4 separate regions of the Mus musculus genome follow, and all the other regions are linked to region 3. Evidence: chromatin contacts called from public Hi-C and HiChIP or PLAC-seq data. All regions are on one chromosome and are shown on one strand. Each heading gives the region's core, a stretch centred on a gene start, on an enhancer-like site or on the middle of the called end of the contact. The rest is flanking DNA. Distances are from core to core; before and after follow the strand shown.

Region 1 (2,700 bases), core at 96-2,595, 1.1 Mb after region 3:
CTGCACAGAGAAACCCTGTCTCAAAAAACAAAAGAACAAAACAAAACAAAATAACCCACGAGCCCCCGAATGTAGTAAAGAACAGAAAGCAGCTAGAAGTCAAGGCTGGCCAGGACACATCCACACTCAGGTTTGGGTCGGCATACTGCTGACTCCGAGGGACTATGAATGAAAATGTGAGGCGATCACCAGTCCCTGTTCGATAAATATGCAGTTTCATTGTGCACCAGATCCAGTTGGGGGAGAATAAACTATTCTTACATAAGCATCAGTTTGAGAACTTTATAACATCTTAACCGATTCTTATCTGAACCCCATGGAACTGTAGAAGCCATGGGACTACATGCTACAGTTTAGCGAACAACCAGTTTCACCAATGACCTACATTCCTGGAGTCATCTATGAATCATTTTGATCTACTTCCCCTAATCCAATCTTTTGTCCACTTCTCTTGACCTGGAAACAAAAATAATCACCATCATCATAATAATAAGTGAAGTAGACATAGCAGAGGAAGGAAAGGGAGGGAGAATGTAAGAGTGGGAGACAGGGGGGAGTATAGAAGTTGTAGAATATTTTGTTTTCTAGATAAACCCTTAAAAGGGAAGACACTGTAAAGTAAATAAAGGAGTAGATGCTAAGTACTAATATTTGTCATTTCCTTCTAATTTTAACCGAATCTTACAAGAGTGCGGTACGTAAATACTTTCTGCCTCTTACAAGGATGTTAAAGAACAGGACCATTCCCTTCCCCTGCAGCCCAACACACACACCCCGACAGTTGCTGTCGAACAAGACAACTGCTGTTCCTCGGTGCGAAGACAACAGCACTCGCAGTCAAACGACTACGGGCAAACTCCTAACCTAGTGACTCGCTCCTGCGCTGTCCGCCCGCGACGACACCGGGCGACAGGAGCCGTATCCGGCGAGCAGCACATCGCCGGCCTCCCGTTCCCCTTCCGCTCGCAGCTAGAGGGACGGACTCTCCCCAGGCCTCCGCGGTCCCGTAGTCGCCGGTTCCCACAGGCCCGCGGCGCCCAACGCCAGCGCGGGGGAGGGGACCCGACCGGCGCGCGGCCACCTTACCTGCTGGAGCGCCGCCTCTTGAGTAGGGCGCGGGCCCCGGGCGCGGGCCGCTCACACAAGCGAAGAATGGTGCCGAGAACCTTAGCCAGCCATCTGTACATTCCAGGCCTGAGCAGCAGCGGCGGCCGACACACCCCGAGACGCGAACCCCAGAGCTGTCGCCGCCGCCGCCGCCGCCGCCGCCGCCGTCGCCGCTGCCGCTGCCGCTGCCGCTGCCGCCTTCGCCGCTTCAGCCGTAGCCAGGATCAGGCGCGGACTTGTGACGCCATCAGAGGGCCCACAGATTTAACGTTCCCCGGGCTAGGGGAGGACTCTCTAGAAGCCGTTGACGTCACCTTCTTCCGCCCAACGGGAAAGCGGCCTCCGGAGTCTGAGCATGCGCAGTCTGGGCCTGCTCCTTGTAAGCCTAGCAACAGGAAGCGGGACGGGGAGAGCGGGCTCTTGCGCGGGTCTGACTGGCAGACCGAAGGGCGGGGCTTTCTCTTTGGCAGAGCCAGTCAGGAGTCGATCTCGGGACAAGGCCCACAGACCCAAACCACGTGTATCGATGCTGGGCCGGGAGAGCTACCCAAGCAACCCGACAGTGGAGGGTTCTGTAAAAGAATGCGCAGGGTGGAAAATAGGTCAGGTTAGTTAATGAGTATGTAAGGGTTTGCGCTTTATTTTGTATATACATTGGTCTAATACTTTACCCGGATTGCCGTCATGTTTACAGCAACCGGACACAGTGGGGAATTTTAGGAATGTCATAAAAACCAAAGGTATATAGCAATTAAACCATGTGCCTAAGAAAATGGAGCTAACCACTAGCATTTGAGCCAGTCTAACTATTAGGGCTCATTCCGCACGCATACGTGCAAGTTTACTGGGAGAGACATTTTCATAGATACTTATAAATTAGAATACAAGGTCACCTGCTTATGTGATAAATGATTGTAATGCGCAATGGAACTAGAGAAAGTTAAACCAGATGCTGGGGAGTGAGTAGGGCAGACGGACACGACTTCTTAGGAAAAGCTTCCGAGAAACAGGGACTGAATGATTCCTGTGGCCTTTTCTAATCAGCTTGTCTCTTCCCCTCAGCTGTCAGGTAGCAATCAATTCTCATTATCCTCTCTGGGAATGTATACACTTTTCTTTTCTTCTCTTCTCTTCTCTTCTCTTCTCTTCTCTTCTCTTCTCTTCTCTTCTTTCTTTCTTCCTTTTTGTTGTTTTGTTGTTGTTGTTGTTGTTGTTTTTTGAGACAGAGTTTCTCTGTATAGCCCTGACTGTCCTGGAACTCACTTTGTAGACCAGGCTGGCCTCGAACTCAGAAATCTGCCTGCCTCTGCCTCCCGAGTGCTGGGATTAAAGGAAAACCATTAGAAATAAATGTCTAAATAATATCTCCTATGGACTTAAGCATAATGTCTGGGAGTGCAGTCCCTTGAAGTATTAAAAACAGTCTCAAAGCCGGGCGGTGGTGGCACATGACTTTAATCCCAGCACTTGGGAGGCAGAGGCAGGCAGATTTCTGAGTTCAAGGGCCAGCCTGGTCTACAGACTGAGTTCCAGGACAGTCAGGGCTACACAGAGAAACCCTGTCTCAAAAAACAAAAACCCAAAAAACAAAAA
Region 2 (2,700 bases), core at 1-2,500, 1.9 Mb before region 3:
CCTCTTGCCCAGGGCTTGTTAGGAGTTACACTCAAAGTTAGCTTCCTCGGCTTTGAAGTGGAAACTGCTTCAAAAAACATCAAGTACAGACATCCTTCAGTTTGGTGAGGAGGAAATTAAGGCCCAGTCTTGCCATAGGTTAGATGCAGAGCTCACAGCCAGGTTTCCATCTGTCCTTCAACACACTGGGTGTGACACTTGCTACGGCCCTTCTAGATCATGAGTTGACCAACTTAGTTTCCTACTATCACTATCCCTTCCCCACTCAGTGACAAGGGCTTGACCTTCACATGTCATTTTCCTTAGCAACTGTTAATTTCTTCAGCATTTTAAATGAAACTTATTTTATCATTTAACAGAGGGGATGTTAAAAGTCATCTACTCTAATGGTTCTGGCATGCTTTAAAACTTATTTGGTTAGTCTTGCTTTTAGCAGCAGAGGCTTTATCAACTCATCAAATAGAGGCTGGGAAAGGCCTGGAAAGGGGAGTGTTTGGGTGGCTATAATACTGAGTAACATATTTAAATATTATATAATACTGTATACTATATATATATGCCATATATATATACCATATATATATATATACATGGAATACTGAGTGACAGTCTGACTAGAGTAAGCTCTTTTAACTTCAAATGCATAACTTGCCCCAACTGTTCCCACAATTCCTGCTGCCACCCATCCCTGTCTCTGCCATTGGTAGGGGCAGCCAATATCAAAAAGTGAATAGATAACCCTTCTTGTTTCAAGCCCTAAAATCCTCCAGTAGAATCTTTCAATATGACCTAATCTTGGTATATAGCACTTTCTAGTTACTAGTATATAAATATGACATTCCCTGCAAAGAAATCTGTATATGCCCATTTTACAGAGAAAAGAGAAACTGTCCCTCCGGCAGTATGCAATGGAGCTGAGATCCACATCTCCATACCCATTGCCTATCCCAAGATTAATTGGCCAGTGAGTGCTGCTGTACCTGTTCATTCCGGAAAAAGAACTACAGGTTCAGGCCAGCTTTTGAACTATTTTCTAATCATGAATAACAGAGAACCCCTGTTGCTAAGCTGCAGCATTTACAAATAACCCTGGATCTCTGTTGATTGTACTTCATCAACAAGGGAGATGGAAGCCATTAAGGAGGTCCACCTGGGACTTGTAATTAAGTCGGAGCAAAAGTACTTTGAGGAACTAACAACAAAAGAAGGAAGTCGTTGTCCTTCTGAAAGTCAGAATCTACTTCCTTAGAGTCTGAGAAGGTCTGTTTGTTTAGACCATCCAAGTCAAAAGCACAGAGCTGGGCGGTGGTGGTGTACACACCTTTAATCCCAGCACTTGGGAGGCAGAGGGAGGCAGAGCTCTGAGTTCGAGGCCAACCTTGTCTACAGGACAACCAGGACTGCTACGCTCTCCGGTCGAGTCAACTGGACAAGCCAAAAGGCTTAAAAGTCACTCATGAGGCAAAAGAGTTTCAAGGAAGCTCTCCTCCTGGAGTCTAGCGTTCCCTACCCATACAGTAATTTTTTCATTCCCGCGTTCCATTCCCGCGTTAGTCTAGTGTATAGATCCACGTGCTCTCTTTCAATATTTTCCTATTATAAGTGCTTTTTAAAATTGAATTCTGACATGGCTTAAGCCTTCCACCAGTGTTGCAACAGTCCAAGGGCATCCTTGACCAAGATCAAGGGTTTAGAATTCAGCAAGATTGTAAAAGCTAAGTCACTCCCTTACATAGGAATTTACCATCACTTAAAAAGAAGGAAGTTTCAGACCAAAGGAGAAACTAGAATAGATACTATAGCAGAGTTACACCCATACACACGTATTTACAATGGCCTAAGGGGAAGGTGGACTATACAAGAGACTAAAATAGGAACTGTGGCAAGGACGCGAAGCCCTTGACCCTGGCTTCTAAGATTAGTGAATTTTAGGTGGAGCCCTTGTTGATCCCAGCTGTTATCAATGTATTCTATCCTGGGTGGTTCCCGTTAGACCTTTTGTGTTTACATTCCTCTGTTTTATGTAAGATTCCAGTTACCTCAATTGTACCTTGCTAATATGTCACCCAACTTCCTTATTGTCCTCTGCATAAAAAGCCTGATGCTCGAGTTGTAAAATTACACTCAGATTCCACACGAACTCTCCTGTGTGTGTGTCTGTCTGTCATTCATCCACGCTTTGCCCACCTGCATCGAGAGACCCCGTTTCACGCAGACACAGGGACCCAGAAGGTCTGCGGCACAGGACTACACAGAGAAACCCTGTGTCAACAGAACGAAACAAAACAAAACAAACAAAAAAGGAGGGACACATAATTATGTATGACAGACAATGAAATCAAAAAGGGGCTACAGATGGGATACCAGGAGATCTGACAGCTGATCCTGGTAGGCCCAGTCACCAGCTGGGCAGAGGCAGCTCCTCCTCTGTCTGAGAGTGATAAGACCATACCCGAGGAAAGCTCAGAACTAGGTCATCCCTTTTGTGTCCCAATAGACACTTTCACATTGGATAAAAATCTGCTATTGTGGTCCTGATGGAAGAGATGTACTTTTTATGAGATCATCCTGGTTTTTACCATGCAGCAAGTAAATTGCTTGATAAATGACAGCTGTCTGGTTCTTGGAAGCAAATAGCAACTTCCCATGTTAATAATAGTGAGGAGACAATAAGAAAAACAGCAATAATTATTCATGTAA
Region 3 (2,700 bases), core at 42-2,541:
TCATATCATCAAAGTTATCAACAATTTCATTCCAGTTGCTCTGTAAGTTAATAATGAAACTATGAATAAGACATGAAAAAAAAATGTACCTTTCCAAACCTTTAACGTCCACACCCACTCCTTACCTCGATGACACCATCGGGGTCCATTCCCTCTGGGCCGCCATGTTCTCTGCTGACAACAACACTGCAGTTAGACATACTGCTTCCAAGCCACGCAGAGACCCTTAAAGGGCCCTTCCACCCCGTACCTCATTCCCCTCCGCGCCCCTGTGCTCTGCTGAAAACGCCTCAAAACCGGCCGCAATGCTGCGAAGCGCCATTCGCCCTCCCCAACAGCTTGGGACTTGGACCCCTAAGTATAGACGCCCCTTTACTCAGTGCCCTAGGACCAGGCCCTCCCGCTTGGGAAGCGAAGCTCTCGCGAGTGCTCCGCGCGCCGAGCTCCGCCCCTAACTCTGCGCAAGCCGGCGTGATTGACGCCGAAAGGCCCAGGCAGGTCCATGCCAACGGCTCCGTCGCTCCGTTTCACGGTCCAGGGTGATCGTCCCCTGGCCGTCCAATCTCCCATCTCGACAGAACCCTAAGAACGCCAGCTCGCGCCACTGGCCGCCAATAAACCTTCGGGTCCCGGTTACCCGCCCCTAAGCAGTCTGCGCCACGGCTCCGCTTGCCATATCCCGTACGGGGAGGGGCAGCAGCCAAGATGTCACAATGTGTCCTAAGAAAGGGCATCCTTAATACTCCGTTCTTGTATCCGTCCTGTCTCCCCAACATCTGGAGTCTTACCATCATGGAAGCTTCTCGAAGGGCACAAGGAGAAGTGTGTGCCCTAAGAAAAAGCCCGCATACCTGCAGTGTGGCCGCCAAGCAACCCACCTCAACGCGGGTCCTAGTGACCTTGACTACAGGCCACCGGCCGCCCCGGGAGCGCCGTACCTGTTGTAATCCGCGGAGCCACCAGACATGATCCGAAAACCCACTCAGCGCCCGACTGAAAAGACAGGCGGACGGCGCCGCCCGTTTTTTATAGGCTCGCGGCCGGAACCCGTTTCTCGCGGAGGAATTTCCTTATTCCCCTTTCGGAAGCCACAAAATTGTACTCCTGGAGTTTGTTACCGGAGGTGAAGCCCTACAGGAGTCGATGACAAAATCCACATTTCACTATTACTTGGTATTACAGCGTTCCCGGAGATCCACGAATCGGGAACGGGTCTGGGACTCTTTGCTTTCGGCGGAAGAATATTGCAGCAGCGCGACCGCGCGCCGCGCTCCTCGGCCGCCCTGCTCCTACGGGGTTTCCGCGGCCCTGCCGCAGAGGCCGGCGGAGCCCTGGGCGCTTAGGGCGGAAGCCGGTGGCGCTGTTCGCTGGCGGGCGGCGTCTCCAGGACGCAGCTCCGGGCTACCTGCGCGTCAGCGTGCCCTTGGTCCGAGCCACCGCGTTCCGTGCCGGAACAGAATAGGGTTACCCCGCCCGTTCTCACTGCTGTTTAATGTGACAGGAAAGGGCTACCTGGCATTTCGCCCAGCCATTTAATATCCATTCAGATCTGGAACGTGTGAAACCCCTGCCACGGAAAATGTCGGCCACCCAGCACATCCTAGGAAATCCAGTTTGCAGTTCTATTTTTGTAAGACGAGAAGCACAGTGTGTAGTATCATTAACAGATGTCCCTAGGGTGGTGATTCGATTTTCATCTCTTTCTGGTCGGTCGTCTTCAGCTCTGGCTTAAAAAATAATGCTAATAATTTCAACCTAACAGGTGCGAGAAATGACTGATAGAATCACTACCAACTTGTGCAAAGGACCTGTCATTCTTTGTAACACAGAAATGTAAATGGGTGCTTCTGGCAGACTCAGCCCTAGCACTTCAAGAGCTGATTGTCTCTTCTGGTAAAACAAAACAAAAACAAAAAACAAAAACGATTTTAATCATCTAATATTGCCTTACTGAAATTGAGACAATATAGTTCGTATTGCTCGTAATAAACTTGCATGGCTGCATAAGCCTAGACGTTTCCAGTCAGCCACAACTCGAGCCCCTTGCAAAAAAATATAAGATATTTAATCCTTGAATTTTAAAATATGAAAGTATCCTGAACACTCAAAAATTTTTCTCATTAATTCAGAAGACCAAAGACTGACTAACCAGAGAAGGAAAAGGCTCAGTTTGGTAATTTACGAAAAGTATTTGGCTCTAAAAAGATTAAATTAGATTAAATTGTATTTGTTTATTTATTGAGTGTGCACCTCAGCGCGTGGAAGTCAACGGACGACTCTTAGGAGTTGATTCGTCTCCTACTACTTGGATCCCACAAGTGGGTCCTGGGGATGGAACTTAGGTCAGCATGCCCTAAGGCCAGCATTGAATCATCTTGCCAGCCCTATGTGCTATCCTTACTCAAAAATAAAACCTGTACTTATTTGGAAGTTATTGTGTCAGAAACTGTTACAAAATGATGACAAAATAGAGACCGGGTGTGGTGACATGGACTTTTAACCCTAGCACTCAGGAAGTGGAGGCTCGTGGATCCCTGCAAGTCTTAGAGGGTTCAGGCCAGCAAGGGCTATATAATGAGACCTTGCCTCAAGGGACAAGTGAGTGAGTGACAAAATGGATTGGCCATCCTGTGTAGAGTCTCTTTCAAAGTTGCCATAAAAATAAAAATAAATAATACTTCCTGATCTAAGAAACTCAAC
Region 4 (2,700 bases), core at 48-2,547, 1.0 Mb after region 3:
TACAGCGAGCACCATGTGCAAGTCAGGACAACTCCCTCCCTCCCTCCCTCCCTCCCTCCCTCCCTCCCTCTTTCTTTTAGAATAAGTTATTTATTTTATGTATATGAGTACACCATTGCTCTCTTCAGACACACCAGAAGAGGGCATCAGATCCCATTACAGATGGTTGTGAGCCGCCATGTGCTTGCCGGGAATTGAACTCAGGACCTCTGGAAGAGCAGTCGGTGCTCTTAACCTCTGAGCCATCTCTCCAGCCCCAGGACAGTGTTCAGGAATTGTCTCCTTCCACCAGAGATTGAACTCATGTCATCAAGCTTACATGACAAACATTTTTTTTTTTAATCCACTGAGTCACCACAAAATAACCCATTTTGGTTCTTGGAGGAAGGCCCAGGAAGTATATATATCAAATCTGTGTCTGAGAACCCAGGGACAGCCAGCTACATGTGCCCCACAAACATGGGTGGGTGGGTGCTCAGAGGTCCTTGCAGGCTCATGCAATCTTGCTTAGGTTCAACATCACTCCTCAGATTCATCTATAGAGCACCAGGCCACACACTGACATGGCACTTTGGCCATCTCCCCAGATTGCGAGGCCTTCCCATGTTGGGTCTGTTAACCGCACTTGGCTGGGCCATGAGGTGCCAGGTCAGAATGATAGCTGTGTATGTGTTCTTTTCTAGTACCCAGAGCAGGAGACTGTAAGTCTCTTCATCCCAACCCAGGCTGTGGGTGCTATCATCGGGAAGAAGGGGGCACACATCAAACAGCTCGCTCGATTTGCTGGTGCCTCCATCAAGGTAAGATTGTTACTGCCTGTCCCCATGGGCCACCTCCTGTCAGTGCTAGAGAATTCTCACAGCACCTAGAGATGGCCATTCCTGTCAGCTCCCATTCTTCATCTTAGTCCTTTCCTGTTCAATCAAACCAAAGTTAGAAGAAAGAACTAGTAATGACCAAACCTGATCCTCCAAGGGTTGGCACTGTCCCCTCTTCCCGAGAAGATAGAGAAGGCCCACATGAGCAGAATGAGCATCTATGCCTAGCACTCAGCATGTTGATGCTCCTTAGCCCAGGCTTCAAGGACTTACAGACTGTGGGAACGCAAACTGAAGAACTTTCTGGAAAGTGCTGATAAGATCATAGGCAGACAAAGCTGATAGTGTCTCCTGTTAAGAGGCCAGGACTGAGCCAAAGTCTGGGAGAGGGAATTCCCCTTGGTTTGCAACACTGATGTGTGCAGATGTGGCTGCAGCCCATGTTCTGCCCCCTCAGTTGTCAGTGATTGTTTGCCACAGATCTGCCTCAAGCCCAGCTGTTGCTCTGACTCAGCGCGAGGCCGTGACTCCGAAAGCCCCCGTGAAACGCTTCCGGAAATGCTTTTCATTGTTACGGGAAAGAATTTGCTACCATGAGACAACCCAGAGTTATGCCAAGTCTCATGACTTGGAGAGAGAATGCCTACACTTTTCCCCTGAGAGCTGGAGTTTCTCCCACAGCCAAGTGTGACAGGGAAGAAAACCAAAAACAAAGCATTCTGAGTTGTGCATTATGAGGACAGTGGTGGCCCTGGGAAAGATGGCATCTTGCTGTACTCTCAAGCTGCATCCATCTGTGCTTGCAGTTAGGGGTTCACATTTGCACTGGGGGTTAGCTAGCCCACGGTGGGCTGGGCATGATGAGAGTGTGGGGTGCTTTATGCCCGATGGCTTGGCACGTATAATACCCTGGCCTAGATGATGCAGACAGCAAGGATGAGGATGACCATAGTCTGCAGTGCCCAGAGATCTTTCTTAGTGCCTAACGCTGTAGTCTGAGATGGTTAAACACAAAACAAAACAAAACTCTACAGTGAGACAGCTTGGACCGAAGGGCTTTGAGGGTTTCCTTTATTCAAACCTCAGTTTACAGGAAAAAAGCAAGACACAGAGAATAAGGCTCATTGAGACACCTAAGTGGTCAGCCTCAATCTTAGACAGAAATTCCACTGGCCACTAGGATCCTGAGGTCCTGAGGCAGACCAGACCACAGTACCTTCTTGGTCTCCTCAGCAGGTGGAATGACTGCCTGGAGCTACCAGATCCAGATCAACTCTGTTGTTGACTTCTCTTCCTCTTCCTGTACAGAGTTTTTAAGTCAGAGTGTGCTGGGGGTGGAAATGTAACAAGAACCCAACGGGGGCTTGGCCTCTGTGGCTTTCCCTAGCTGCAGAGGGATCCACAACCCCTTTCTTGACTCTAAAGCCAGAACCAGGTGACTGAAGCTGCCTAGTTCTCACGCTTACTGCAACTGGAACTCGGCCCCTCGAGTCATTTCATCAGCTTTCTGTCTTTGATGGTTTTCTTCACTGCTTAAGCCTTTGTCTAATTCCTCTCCACAAGTCCGAAGCTTGGCTGGGTGAGGTCTTGCTCTGAGATCACGATCTTCCTTATTCCATTTAGTATAAGGCTTTTCTTTAAACTTTTATCTCCTTGAACACAATAAATACATAGCTCCACTACACCTCCTGGTGCTCCTATTCTCTTCAGACTGTACATTTTATATTTTTCCTTGGTTGGCTTATGAGAGTGGCCACATGACAGAGTCAGTACTAGGCTGTCTTGAAATCTCTGCCAATGCCATTAATCCAAAATGCTCTAATTTAGCCTCAGATAGATTTTTTTTTCCCCCTAAAATACCACAGGAGTGGTCTCCAGGCCA

The links. Hi-C and Micro-C count contacts between places; a contact is called where the count stands out from the background. HiChIP or PLAC-seq counts read pairs in DNA pulled down with a chosen protein or histone mark.
Region 1: a Hi-C map of natural killer cells shows a contact between it and region 3, with 7 times the contacts expected there. The contact joins the promoter of Senp2 here to the promoter of Eif4a2 in region 3. A contact is called at or near these places in 5 of 39 promoter capture datasets (cranial neural crest, frontonasal cranial neural crest, maxillary cranial neural crest and 2 more), 1 of 484 Hi-C or Micro-C datasets (natural killer cells) and 1 of 115 datasets of contacts at active chromatin or transcription factors (astrocytes).
Region 2: an H3K27ac HiChIP or PLAC-seq map of embryonic stem cells shows a contact between it and region 3, with 7 times the contacts expected there. The contact joins the enhancer-like site here to the promoter of Eif4a2 in region 3. A contact is called at or near these places in 6 of 39 promoter capture datasets (the 3T3-L1 cell line, cranial neural crest, embryonic stem cells and 2 more), 5 of 484 Hi-C or Micro-C datasets (all in embryonic stem cells), 6 of 115 datasets of contacts at active chromatin or transcription factors (all in embryonic stem cells) and 3 of 9 other capture datasets (embryonic stem cells, liver and pancreatic islet).
Region 4: an H3K27ac HiChIP or PLAC-seq map of microglia shows a contact between it and region 3, with 4 times the contacts expected there. The contact joins the enhancer-like site here to the promoter of Eif4a2 in region 3. A contact is called at or near these places in 3 of 39 promoter capture datasets (the 3T3-L1 cell line, the C10 cell line and cranial neural crest) and 2 of 115 datasets of contacts at active chromatin or transcription factors (astrocytes and microglia).

Annotation. Positions count from the first base shown.
Region 1 is chr16:22,008,129-22,010,828 of GRCm38.p6, reverse strand. It overlaps Senp2 (SUMO/sentrin specific peptidase 2), which reads right to left and starts at 1,345. Exons shown (of 17, transcript NM_029457.3): 1 at 1,087-1,345. The coding sequence starts at 1,187.
Region 2 is chr16:25,037,246-25,039,945 of GRCm38.p6, reverse strand. No RefSeq gene overlaps it. Among named protein-coding and RNA genes, the nearest start is that of A230028O05Rik, 21 kb to the left of the region's middle. Within about 2 kb of position 1,250, at least 32 of the 459 cell types and tissues checked have an H3K27ac peak or open chromatin away from gene starts, as enhancers often do. A contact at or near this core is called in embryonic stem cells, where this site is marked.
Region 3 is chr16:23,106,059-23,108,758 of GRCm38.p6, reverse strand. It overlaps Eif4a2 (eukaryotic translation initiation factor 4A2), which reads right to left and starts at 1,291. Exons shown (of 11, transcript NM_013506.3): 1 at 939-1,291; 2 at 126-171; 3 at 1-40. The coding sequence starts at 967.
Region 4 is chr16:22,066,243-22,068,942 of GRCm38.p6, reverse strand. It overlaps Igf2bp2 (insulin-like growth factor 2 mRNA binding protein 2), which reads left to right. Exons shown (of 16, transcript NM_183029.2): 12 at 684-800. Among named protein-coding and RNA genes, the nearest start is that of Senp2, 58 kb to the right of the region's middle. Within about 2 kb of position 1,297, at least 76 of the 459 cell types and tissues checked have an H3K27ac peak or open chromatin away from gene starts, as enhancers often do. A contact at or near this core is called in astrocytes, where this site is marked.